Linked DNA regions of Sus scrofa: region 2 is linked to region 1. Evidence: chromatin contacts called from public Hi-C data. All regions are on one chromosome and are shown on one strand. The core of a region is the stretch at or near the end of the contact, and the rest is flanking DNA. Distances in the headings are between cores, read along the strand shown.

Region 1 (6,006 bases), core at 119-2,618:
ACTAATAACACAAATGGCAAGCAAGTTCTAAAACCCACTGAGATTGAACTGAGTGTCTACTGACATGCATAGGCACTAATGGATATCTGACCCAAACTCCCTTAGACACAGGACACCTCTACACATGTGGTCCAAAATATGTCAAAAGCTTGTCCCTATTCTCAGATAAATAAAACTCAGATTTCATTCAAAATCCTGATTTTTTCTTTCTCAGAAAAAGGCAGTGGGATTTCCTGTGAAAACTTCTAAATTCCGTAAAACTCTCCTCAATTTCTCAACCCAAGAAAAAGCAATACTCACCCCCTTCTCTATCTGTCTTTTGTATTGAAATTTACTAAATCGCCACGGGACAAACACACCCCTCCCCCAGAGAGAGACTTCCAAAACCCAATCCCACCTCCGAGGGAATAAAAAAGCAACCGCGTTAAAGTAACAACTAGTTGACGCAGGCGCACACACGCCCTAACGCCGCGCTAAAACTACTCCTTGCCAAATTTCTACCCTTCGATCCTAGAGCCAGGAAAGGAGACGAAGGTATTAATAGGATTTTCTTTCAAAATGTAGTGACAGTGTTTAAGAAATGAATTTTTAAAAAAAACCACTCAAGATTTGAGCTACAAGAAATCCAAGGAAGTTGGCGACAGTGATAGCGTTTGTGAATATTTACTCAGCCTCACTCAACTTCGCAGTTTCACTCTTCACATCGCCATGTCTTTTATGTACGCACACTTTACCACACAGTGCCTCTTCTCCACCCCGGGCTGGCTGCACACACACCCATACAAGCACACACGGCCCCCTCTTCTCTCTCACACAAACACACACAGCCTTCTTCTCTCCCACGTCACGCGCACACACACTCATCCACCCTCCCTCCTCTTTCACACATACAAATTCACACTCACACTCCTTCCTTTCCCCCAACACCAAACACACTCAAGACACCACCACCCCCCTTTACACACCGTCCCTTTTCCTAGGTTTGTCACTCAGCTACACTACGCTCACACCCTTCCCCTCAACACTTTACTGATCTGTCCCTCTACCCCCTTTTGTCACACAGGCAGTTAAATTGTCACTCACAAACCCCTCTCCGTCTCCGCACTGTCCCTCCCCTCCCACACCCCACAGTCACAGTTACACTGCCAAACTCTCCTCCCCAAGGTCCTCCCCCACCACTCAGTCTGCATAGTCTTCTCAGCTTGGTTACACACTTACACATTTACACTGTTACACACACACACACACACCCGCTTTGTAACACAAACGCGGTCGCCCGCGCCCCACCCTCTACAGCTCCCCCCGCCCCCTGCGGCGGCCGGCGGCGGCGCCGATGACCTCACGGCGCGCGCGCGGCGCGGCCCGGCGAGGCCGCAGATTGGCTGGCCGCGCCTCCGCGGCACTTCAAAGCCGGAGAGGGAGCTACAATTGTGGTGGAATGGGCGGAACTGATCATTGTATTGCACACCTCTAAAAAAAACACTGCCTCTGATTTATCAATATAAAAAAGATCCTCTGAGAGGAGGAGGGCACTTTTGTGTGATGGCAACTTCACTTCTAGGGGTGAGTCTCAGGATTTTCTCTTGCTGGTTTAATTAGTTTCCTTTTATTGCCTATCGGAGGGGGTTAAAGTCGCCCCGGCCAGGCCACGGGCTATCAGTCTCTATTGAGAGCTTCCCCCCCACCTTTAAATACAAGTGAGTTTGGAGAAAAGGAAGAGGGGGAGAGGGGGGTAGAGTCACTTTTTTCGGCGCAGGGAAAGGTTCGAAGGGCATTTAGACAAGCCACCTCGCAGCGCCCGGCCGCTCCCCGCCCGGGAGACTTGCGCCCAGCCCATTTTACGTGCGACGATTTCGGGGGTAAAGAAAGCAAGTTTTTCCTCCTGGGCAAACTGCAGATTTCCCTCTCCCCCTTAAAAAATTCCGCAGCCCGCCTTGTCTTGCAGGTACGTTGAACCCGTCTCTCTCTTAACTATTCTAGACTCTTTTTTTTTTTTTTTTGGTTAAGAAAATCAGGAAGAGCGAGCCCTGTAGTCTTCTGTCTTTTGGCCTGGGAGAGACAACCCAGGATGGGTTTCTGGGGACCGGAACAGGATTTTCAAAGCTCTCTGTGGATTACAGGGGTAGCGCTCGTAAAAGCAATCTAGTGGTATTTCCCCAGGATTCTCCGCAAAGGAATCTTGTTTCCTCCCCAATCTGGACTTTTTGCTTGCTTGCTTGTTTCGAAGTGCCTGGGGTCTTGTGTCCTCGAGAGTGTTGTTTTAGGTGAGAATACTTGTCAAACTCTTCCTTAGCATGGCGCTTTGCTCCCGAATCAGACGCCAGCAACCAAACTTGTCCCCTTCCGTAGAGTAGGAAGCAGCCGGGCGCCGGGGCTGTTGGGGGAGCCAGGTGAGTTGGTGGCGGCGCGCCGCAGCGAGAAATGGGGTGCAGTGGGGCGTCTTGGAGGTTACCAGAGGCCTGATGCACATTTCCTCCCTCCCTCCCCTACCGGCCCTTTGCCCACCTCCCCTCCCCCATCCCTTCTCTTCTCTCAGGAAGAACCGAGGTTGGGATCGACTCCTCTGGCCATGCTTGCTGCTACCTGTAATAAGATCGGCAGCCCCAGCCCGTCTCCCTCCTCCCTCTCGGACAGCTCATCTTCCTTCGGCAAAGGCTTCCACCCCTGGAAACGTTCCTCGTCCTCTTCCTCTGGCAGCTGCAACGTGGTGGGCTCCAGTCTTTCAAGCTTCGGTGTGTCAGGAGCCTCCAGGAACGGCGGCTCGTCTTCGGCCGCGGCGGCGGCGGCGGCGGCAGCGGCGGCGGCCGCGGCCCTGGTGTCCGACTCCTTCAGCTGCGGCGGCTCGCCCGGCTCTAGCGCCTTCTCCCTAACCTCCAGCAGCGCTGCCGCCGCCGCTGCGGCCGCCGCCGCCGCTGCCTCGAGCTCGCCCTTCGCAAACGACTACTCGGTGTTCCAGGCCCCTGGCGTATCCGGCGGCAGCGGCGGCGGGGGCGGCGGCGGCGGCGGCTCCTCGGCGCACTCGCAGGACGGCTCCCACCAGCCCGTGTTCATCTCGAAGGTGCACACCTCGGTGGACGGCCTGCAGGGCATCTACCCGCGCGTGGGCATGGCGCATCCGTACGAGTCGTGGTTCAAACCCTCGCACCCCGGCCTGGGAGCCGCAGGCGACGTGGGTTCGGCCGGCGCCTCCAGCTGGTGGGACGTGGGCGCGGGCTGGATCGACGTGCAGAACCCAAATGGCGCGGCGGCGCTGCCCGGCTCGCTGCACCCTGCCGCCGGGGGCTCCAAACCTCGCTGCACTCGCCGCTCGGAGGCTACAACTCGGATTACTCAGGCCTGAGCCACTCCGCCTTCAGCAGCGGCGCCTCTTCTCATCTGCTCAGCCCCGCGGGACAGCACCTCATGGACGGCTTCAAACCGGTGCTGCCCGGCTCCTACCCGGACTCGGCCCCGTCGCCGCTGGCCGGCGCTGGGGGCTCCATGCTGAGCGCGGGGCCGTCGGCGCCGCTGGGGGGCTCTCCGCGCTCTTCCGCCCGCCGCTACTCCGGCCGCGCCACCTGCGACTGCCCTAACTGCCAGGAGGCCGAGCGGCTGGGCCCGGCCGGGGCCAGCCTGCGGCGTAAGGGCCTGCACAGCTGCCACATCCCAGGCTGCGGCAAGGTGTACGGCAAGACGTCGCACCTCAAGGCGCACCTGCGCTGGCACACGGGCGAGCGGCCCTTCGTGTGCAACTGGCTCTTCTGCGGCAAGCGCTTCACGCGCTCCGACGAGCTGCAGCGGCACCTGCGGACCCACACCGGCGAGAAGCGCTTCGCCTGTCCCGTCTGCAACAAGCGCTTCATGCGCAGCGACCACCTCAGCAAGCACGTGAAGACGCACAGCGGCGGCGGCGGCGGCTCCGCGGGATCGGGCAGCGGCGGCAAGAAGGGCAGCGACACCGACAGCGAGCACAGCACCGCAGGCAGCCCGCCCTGCCACTCCCCGGAGCTGCTGCAGCCCCCCGAGCCCGGGCACCGCAATGGCCTGGAGTGACGCGCACCCCGCCCTGGCCCCTCTCCCCGACCCCCCGCCCACCCCTGTCCGCTGGGCCCTGTCGGTCCTGGGCCCAGCTCCAGCCTCTCTCCACTGCACCCTGCTCACTCGGTCTGTCTCTGTCTCTGTCCTGTTCTCTTTTAACTCCTTCTGTGACTTAACTTTGTAAAGGGGATATGGACATGTAAGTAACACGCGTTGCTCTCTCGGGCCCTGGCTGTCCCACTCCTCTGGGTAACCCTGGCGGAGCCCATAACAGCCCAAGCCGGCGCCTCGCCGGGCCTGTAATCCTGGTCCTCTCCACCCTCCGACGACCCCAGCTGTGACGGGTACTTGAGAGGGAGGCGGCCGCTCAAGGTAGAGCTGAACCGATCCAGTGCCTGGGAGACCAGTGGCCTCCGCACTGGCGGGAACAACTCCGCTGAGTCAGATTGAGCGGCGCCGTTCGGAAGGCGAGGCAGGAGGCCCGGCCAGAGCCTCCCTGCCAGGGCAGCCGACGACTTGCCTCCAGAACCGCGGCCTCAGGCTTCTCGGCTGCTGAGCGCCCTTTCTAGCCGCTGCACGCTGCTGCCCGCCCTGCGCGGAGCCGTCGGTGCCCATCTGGGGGCACAGAGAACACGGAGTTTGCCTAGTTTAGCTCTTCAGCTGTCAGCTCTGCCTTTTTCTTTGTTCCCTGAGGTGGAACCCATACAAGTTTCAGTTAAGGGCAGTCTTGGCGAATTGATGCAGCAGCCCTCTTAGAGCTTTATAACTTTTCTTTTTTTTTAAACTAAACTAAAGATAAAAGCAGCATCCTTCCACTTAGTTTCCTTTCTAGATAGTTCTCCCTCTAGCAGTGAGCAAGTCTTTCTCTCGAAACTGTGCTAATATTGATCCCAAAGTTATTTTGATCGCATTAACTTAACTTCTGGGGTGGGGGTGGGGTGAGGGTAGGTGTCTTTTTCTTATGCAAAATACCCCTTTCCGGTGAGACCAGATTAACTATTTCCTTGTTTGTCGTCCTCTACCTCGTTTTTCGCCACTCCGGAGCATAATCTTTCTTGTTCTTTCTTTCTCTTCCTTCCTTCATTTCTTTCCTTCTTTCTTTTCTTTCCTTTCTTTCTTTCGGTAGTCCAGCCATCGATTTGTATAGTACTCATTTCTGTAAATTCTTACAATTCGTTAAAGATTCTTAGGGTTAACTTTTTTGTGATTAAACTTAAAAAAAAGTGAAGAAGTTATCGTTTATTTCAGAAGAGGCTGTAGTTTAAATGCCAAAAGGGAAAATGGGGGGGGGGACTTTGTAAGATATATCTGAACCTAATGGTTTGTACAACTGGAGAATCGTTCTAGATTAGTTATCAATTAACTATAACTCCACCAGTGTACCGGTGTGAGGTGCAGTTGTCCAGGAGACGATTTTGTATAGTATTTTTCTTGTACATTATTTCCGGTAAATATTTGAAGATATATTGAAGTAAACTTGATTTTTTTTGTCACGAGAAAATATTAAGAGTTATTCTTGCAGTTCTGATGAGCTGTAGGTTTTTTGAACTCACTTCTGGAGGTGCAGAGCCACAAACGCACTTTCGGGGCCTAGTTTTGCTCGAATATGAATTTAGATAGGTATCAAACTGTAACTAAGACAATATTTGATAAATGTGGGATGACAATTTAATGGAGCATGTACTTATTTGCATTTGCTGGCAGTTCAGGCATAGTTAAAGTGAGAGTTCTCCTATATTTCATAATAACTGGGTCTGCCAAAACCCATGTGTTAAATAAATTGTCTAAGTGAAACTCAGCTAACTTTGGCCTTTGTGTATTTCCTGAAGGTAATATTGTTAACTGTTAATAAACACTCCTGACACTACATTTAAATGTTTGCAGATGATGCAAACTAATTGCTCATTGTAATGTTGAAATAATTTGGATATTTCACATTGAAATGAAAAGCCTTTCTCTGGAACATTTTAGAATTGCATTTTAAATGCA
Region 2 (5,976 bases), core at 1,258-3,757, 1.1 Mb before region 1:
GCAGCTGGTCTTAGTATCGCTAAGTACCCAATTTCGCTAAGCCAGTCATGCATCCCCACATCACTTGCTCAAGCCAGAAATAGAGTAGGCATGCATGTGTGCAAACACACACACACACAGTTACTGTGGGAAAGGAACCTCAGATTGGAAGTGTCAATGCAATATGGAGGGAATGCAGCAAGATCACATTAAGGTTTATAAAAGCACGTGACATGTTGTTTGTTGGGCTGCACAACCAAAGGCTAACAAGCCCTGCACTTGCCCAGTTTTAAGACCAAAAGAAGAGCCTGGAGTCAGCCACAGCAGTCTTGTGTGCAGGCTTGTCAATGTCTTGTGATTTTTAGATGCTGTCTAGTTCACATGATTTGTCCATGAGATAACTTAAGGGCGAAGCTAGGGAGGAGATCTGGTCATCTATTAATTACCTGTTCTTCATTTCTACTTCTTTGATGTGTGGAAAGAACTAAGTCAGACAAGGTATTGTGTGATGGGGAGATCTGAAAGCTGTGCTAGGGCCAGAGATGAGTAGAGCATGAAGGTGCCCGGCTTAAGATTAGTGACAAGACAAAGGGGTGCCTCCTGCAGAGAGCTCTTTCCTGCAAAAAGCTTTTTCCTGCCAAAAGCTGCTTAAAAATCAAATCTCTGCTTGTCAGAATATCATGCCATTTCTATGGGATCATAGAGGAAGATCCTCCTTCTGTAACTTCTTCATGCCGACATAGGGCACCACATCCTTAGAGTGGAAGCTCTCAACCTTGATCAGTAGTGTCTTTTTGCTCATAGTTGTACTTGCCCACTTACATATACAGGCAGAACAAATTACAATTACTTTGATGTCCACAAAGACACTATTATGAGCAATAGCGTTAATCCCATTCTCTTATGGTGAGTTCTTAGAACTGTGCTCATCATAGACTCGGTATTGCTCAAGATAGAACAGTTCATGTCATGCCTGCAGTCTGGTCATCCTGCGGTTAGCTTTATCCTTCTGGCAGCAGTTACAGTATCAATAAAACACCTCAGGAGTCTGCCTCAGACACTGCTTGAGCCTGTGCTTTTGTGACTCAGGCCTGGGAGACTTCATCTTTGCTATAAACAAGAGGCTGAAGACATGGAGGGGCCTTTGTACTTAGGGGGAAGGGTGGATCTAGGGTTCTGCTCGGTTCCAGAAGTGATGTATACAAGTTCTAGGTCATATCCTAAAAAAGAAAGCATGTGCCCAGGTGCTCTGTCCCGTCCCTTTTCTTCTTCCCTTATTCTTAAATGTAGACAGGTAGACGGTCCACTTGAAATGAGATAAAAATGACCAACCACCAGGATAGTGAATCCAGGACCCCTCTGTTCCTTATACCAGGGAATCAACAATTCATCCCTGAACTTCTTACTTCAGTGATTGCATGAGAAATAATTACCTTCTGTTCTGTTTAAGCTATCATTTAGTTGGGTCATTGTTATAGGAAGAGAAACTGTATCTTAACGAATTGGGTACCATACTGAGTTTCTCTCTTGGAGGACAGCCATTAAAACTTCTCCAGGCCATTTACTTCCATTCATCTCATTGGGGGCCTTTCCACTGGAAACATATACAGTAAGCTATCCAACAGTGGAATAAAACACAATAAAATGGTGAAAATGTGTACCAAAGTGCTAAGGGCTAATAGGCACAGGGATAATTTAAAAGGGAAAAAGAATGGCAACCACCATCATCAAATAATCCCCCTTACTCTCCTGCCTCTCAAACCTCTCCTTTCTTTGTCCTTCTCTTCCTCCCTTTTTATTAATTACCCACAAAGCACCAGGCAATATGTGTGATTCAGAGACTAGCTGGATATAAATAACAGAATCCCCTGGCGAGGTATTCACACAAGCTTCAACACCTCCAAAATGTAGCTATAGACAGACTAAAAGGACACCTTTGGTGGGGCTATCAAGAATAGGGCAGAGAGGAGTTCTTGTCGTGGCTCAGTGGTTAACGAACCCGACTAGCATCCATGAGGACGTGGGTTCCATGCCTGGCCTTGCTCACTGGCTTAAGGATCTGGCGTTGCTGTGGCTGTGGTGTAGGCGGGCAGCAACAGCTCTGATTAGACCCCTAGCCTAGGAACCTCCATATGCTGTGGGTGCGGCCCTAAAAGACAAAAGGACAGGGGGAAAAAAGAAAAAAAAGAATGGGGCAGAGAGTGTTGTTCTGAAACCTATAGTAGTAATTTTAAAAACCTCTATGGAGGGGCAGGTGAAATGTAGCCAGTAGTTACCCCACTGTAAACTGCAGGTCCCTTAGGACAAATGCAGACCACAGATTTTTCAATACAGAAATGCTCCATCTGATGAGACACCCGGCACCTCTTCCTGAAGTGGCTGTTAGGAAGCACGATTCATTTGGGGTTCTCTGCAGAGGGAGCTGGAGAAGCTCAACTTTGGAGAGGATTCAGCGGGGCTGGGGGACCCACTGGAACACTTGGCTTTGGTGCTCCTACCACGTGGCCACACACCCAGCTGGCTTCTGACTTCATACCCTTGGCATCTGGGTGGCCTCTGATGATTGAAAACACTGCCTGCTGCCTGCTCTCCTCCTGGCTCCCCTCCTAAACCCTCCACCTCTGTCAGCAGGGAAGCCCGCAGCCAGGACCCTGAAGGCCCAGTGGTTGGCAAAGACAAAAGTGACATATACCTGGCATCTGTGCAGCTGAAATAAAAGCCTTTCTCTTTCTCAGGTCTTACCATACAGTTTTCTTCTCCTTTCTTCCTGCTCTTTTTTCTTTTTCTGAGAGGCGAGGTCTTGGAGACTCTTTTCAAAGACCAGCTCACTGAATTGCAGCTCAGGAGGAAAAAAAAAAAAAAAAAAAAAAAAAAGAAAGAAAAAAAAGATAAGTAAGCATCCAGAAATCTGGGGAAAAGAAAGAAAACCTCATGACTATAACTCTGACCTCAGCTGACTCTAATAAGGTGTTCATTACCTAACCATTAGAACCACCTACACAGGACAAAGTGAATTTCTAATCAACAGGTAGTAATAGCAAAACCCCCTCAAGAGCCAAGAAGCATTAGAGTGGATTATCCATGAAGAGAGGATTAGAAAAAGAGAGACTGTGAATCCAGCAAAGGAAACCCCAGCGGGCCAGCTGGCTAATGTTTGGGATAATAATTTCAAATGTATTAAAATAAATTGCAAGAAAGAAAAGGCTGAAGGCAATAAAAGCAAGCTTCACACGATACTGTATATTGTGGATCAAACCATGTACATTCGCAATAATCACTTCCCCAGAGGCAAGCAGTAAAGGTGCCACCAGCAGAGACTGGTAGAATTTAAAGTCACAAAGCTTTCTGTATGCTAATAGAAATTACTAGAAGTGAGGGCAGTTATCACAGAGCCTGCCCAATAGACAGCTTCCTGATCTGTTTTTTTCCGCAGCCTGAGTACTGTTACACAGTGTTGAGATAGGAAGGAAATAGCAGGTATAGACACCCTCACTCCTCCGCAGCCTTCAGTGAAGCCTTGCTAAGGATCTGAAGCAGGGAGAGAGTGCCTTTTTTTTTTCTCACTTCCGGAGTTTTGCCAGCAAGGCACAGGTTGAACCTCAAAACCCCTTGCCTTGCCCTCTTGTTCATCAGGAAGACGAGAATTCAGAAGCAGAAAGGAGCACAGATATGATCCAATTTTTCTTTTACCATATCCAGAGCTTGTGGCCGTTTTTTTATCTTGAGAGTATCTGGCGTTTATTTTCTTGTTAAGTTTTGTTAGTTTTTGCCTGTGTAAGGTGGACTGGTGACTTCTAGCAAGTCTGTAAATGGTATTTAAATGCTCCTTATTTTTTTTTTTTGTTCCATTTTTAGGCTACATCAATGAGATACAACAACTGATCTAAGCTAGGGGGTAAATCACTGGACTAAAATCTGTAACTATAGACTTCCAATTAAATGCTTTCCTTTTAAAGTCAGAAATTTCTTTATTCTTAATTCTGAAAGTAATCAGTGGTGTCATGATTGAGGAGTTTCCTTTGAGTTGATATCATCATCCATCCATCCAGTCAATTGTTTTAAGCACCCAAACTATAGCAGGTACTCTTCAAAATGAAGTTGAGTACAAGATGAATAAAATACGATTCTTGTCTTCCAGTCGGAATGGTTTGTCAGGAAAACCATACAGGTTTATAGCCTTGCAACCAGGAATTAGAGCAATGGTGTCAGAAAAGGAATAAAGGTTTTCAGAAGGCTCAATGGGAAGACCAAAGAGAAAGCTCCTAATCTTTTCATGCAGACCCAAAGGAATCTCTGGAGAGTATCTGAATGGGAATTAACCTTGAGGAAAGGTAAGAAGCCAGAGGGTCAAGGACATGTGGGGAAGGATATGCAAGAGGCAAATACATGTGCAAGAGCTGGGAGATCATAGGGAGCCTGGCTTGTGTAGGGGGAGCTGCAAGAAACTTGGGGCTGGACCTCAAAAGGTGGTGGTGTTTTGAGATGTGGAGGTGGGGAAGTCGGGGAAGGGACTAGGAGGAAGTCCATAAGCAACAATGGAACGAAGGGAGTCAGGGGCCAGACCATGCCCACTTCTATGCCCCGTAAGAGAATTTGGCCAAAGCTCTTGACTGGTTATTAAATGTTGCACTAATCATATTCTACCTTCCGGCCAATTACATCTTGCTAAGTATTCCAGCATCCTCTTTTGGTTGGTTTTCCTCTGTTTGGTCTTGATTCATGCTGATAAAAGAGGACATCATAAGGGCCCTAAGTAACTCACCTCCTCATGAAGATTTCTCAAGGAATCAGACCAAGGTTAGACCAATCTGTTTCCCCATGACCTCATGTTACCTTGTACAGCCTTCCAGCCAAAAATCTGCAAATCTGTCAAACAGGGTTTAGAATAGAAAATGGGATCTGGATTCACCAATTGAAAACTGAAGGATCCTTTGCCAAGTTTACCAACCTCCTGTGTTGCATGTGAAACTGTGCATCTTTGTAAGCTTAAGAAAAGGCAATGAGCTGGGTTCATCCTATTAACGTAGTAGTTACGAGTAAGAAATTTTTAAATAAAAATTGTTTATTTGTGGAATAATGCTCATTGAAACCAGTGAAACAGCAAACTGCAGATATGGTGAAGTCAAAGTTACAGTTTAAGTTTCTTACAAGTGAACTCAGTATAACAGTGTAAGATGGAGGCAGTGCGATGGAGTGGTTAATGGCCTGGGCATGTTGGTCAGAGAGGCCAGATTTAAATCCCAGGCACACCACTTACTAGTTGGGTGACATTAGATGACTTGCTTGATTTCTCAAAGCATCAGTTTTCTCAACTGCAAAACGGGAATAATAGTACCACTCTAGAGAACTGTCATGAGGATTAAGTGAAATAATGGGTCTTAAGAGCATGCCTGATGCTGATTGGGTGATGACCGTGTGCTAGCTTAGTGTTTTTTTGTTTGTTTGTTTTTTGTTTTGGCCATTGTATGTAGCAGCTTGATGTGGGATCTCAGTCTCCAGATCATAGATTGAACCCCGCTCCCGCGTGAAGGTGCTGAGTCCTAACCACTAGACCACCAGGGAACTCCCTAGCTGGTGCTATTTTAAACCTGATGGGATAAGGAAGGTCTTAGTTCATCTATTGATTCCTAGGAGAAATTGTTGGTATTTCCTAACCACAATTTACCCCGTAAGGCTGGCTGGTACCCCTCCTAGGAAATATACTTCCCTAGCATCTTAGTCTGTATGACTTGGGAACACTTTCCATTATGCACCATCATTTCCCTTTAGGGGTCTGACTCCCCACAAGGCCTGTGAGAAACTTGAACTCAGAGACTGTGTCTTATTCACCATAGACTCCAGGTACAAGGTCTGCCACTGGGTCCACTCAAACACAAACACTCAGAGAAGCATATGTGAAAACGAACTATAGAAGATCTAAGAATTTGGGTTCATAAAATCTTCTCCTGAAAATAGCCAACCTTATTGGAAAAGGCTTATTTATTTATTTTTGTCTTT

The links. Hi-C and Micro-C count contacts between places; a contact is called where the count stands out from the background.
Region 2: a contact with region 1 is called in a Hi-C map of fetal skeletal muscle, with 3 times the contacts expected there. The contact joins the enhancer-like site here to the promoter of SP8 in region 1. A contact is called at or near these places in 13 of 47 Hi-C or Micro-C datasets (brain, embryonic fibroblasts, epiblast stem cells and 9 more).

Annotation. Positions count from the first base shown.
Region 1 is chr9:89,762,790-89,768,795 of Sscrofa11.1, reverse strand. It overlaps SP8 (transcription factor Sp8), which reads left to right and starts at 1,368. Exons shown (of 3, transcript XM_003357469.3): 1 at 1,368-1,563; 2 at 2,537-3,281; 3 at 3,284-4,125. The coding sequence starts at 1,543. The coding sequence ends at 4,032.
Region 2 is chr9:90,865,847-90,871,822 of Sscrofa11.1, reverse strand. No RefSeq gene overlaps it. Among named protein-coding and RNA genes, the nearest start is that of CDCA7L, 62 kb to the right of the region's middle. Within about 2 kb of position 2,507, at least 8 of the 83 cell types and tissues checked have an H3K27ac peak or open chromatin away from gene starts, as enhancers often do. A contact at or near this core is called in fetal skeletal muscle and skeletal muscle, where this site is marked.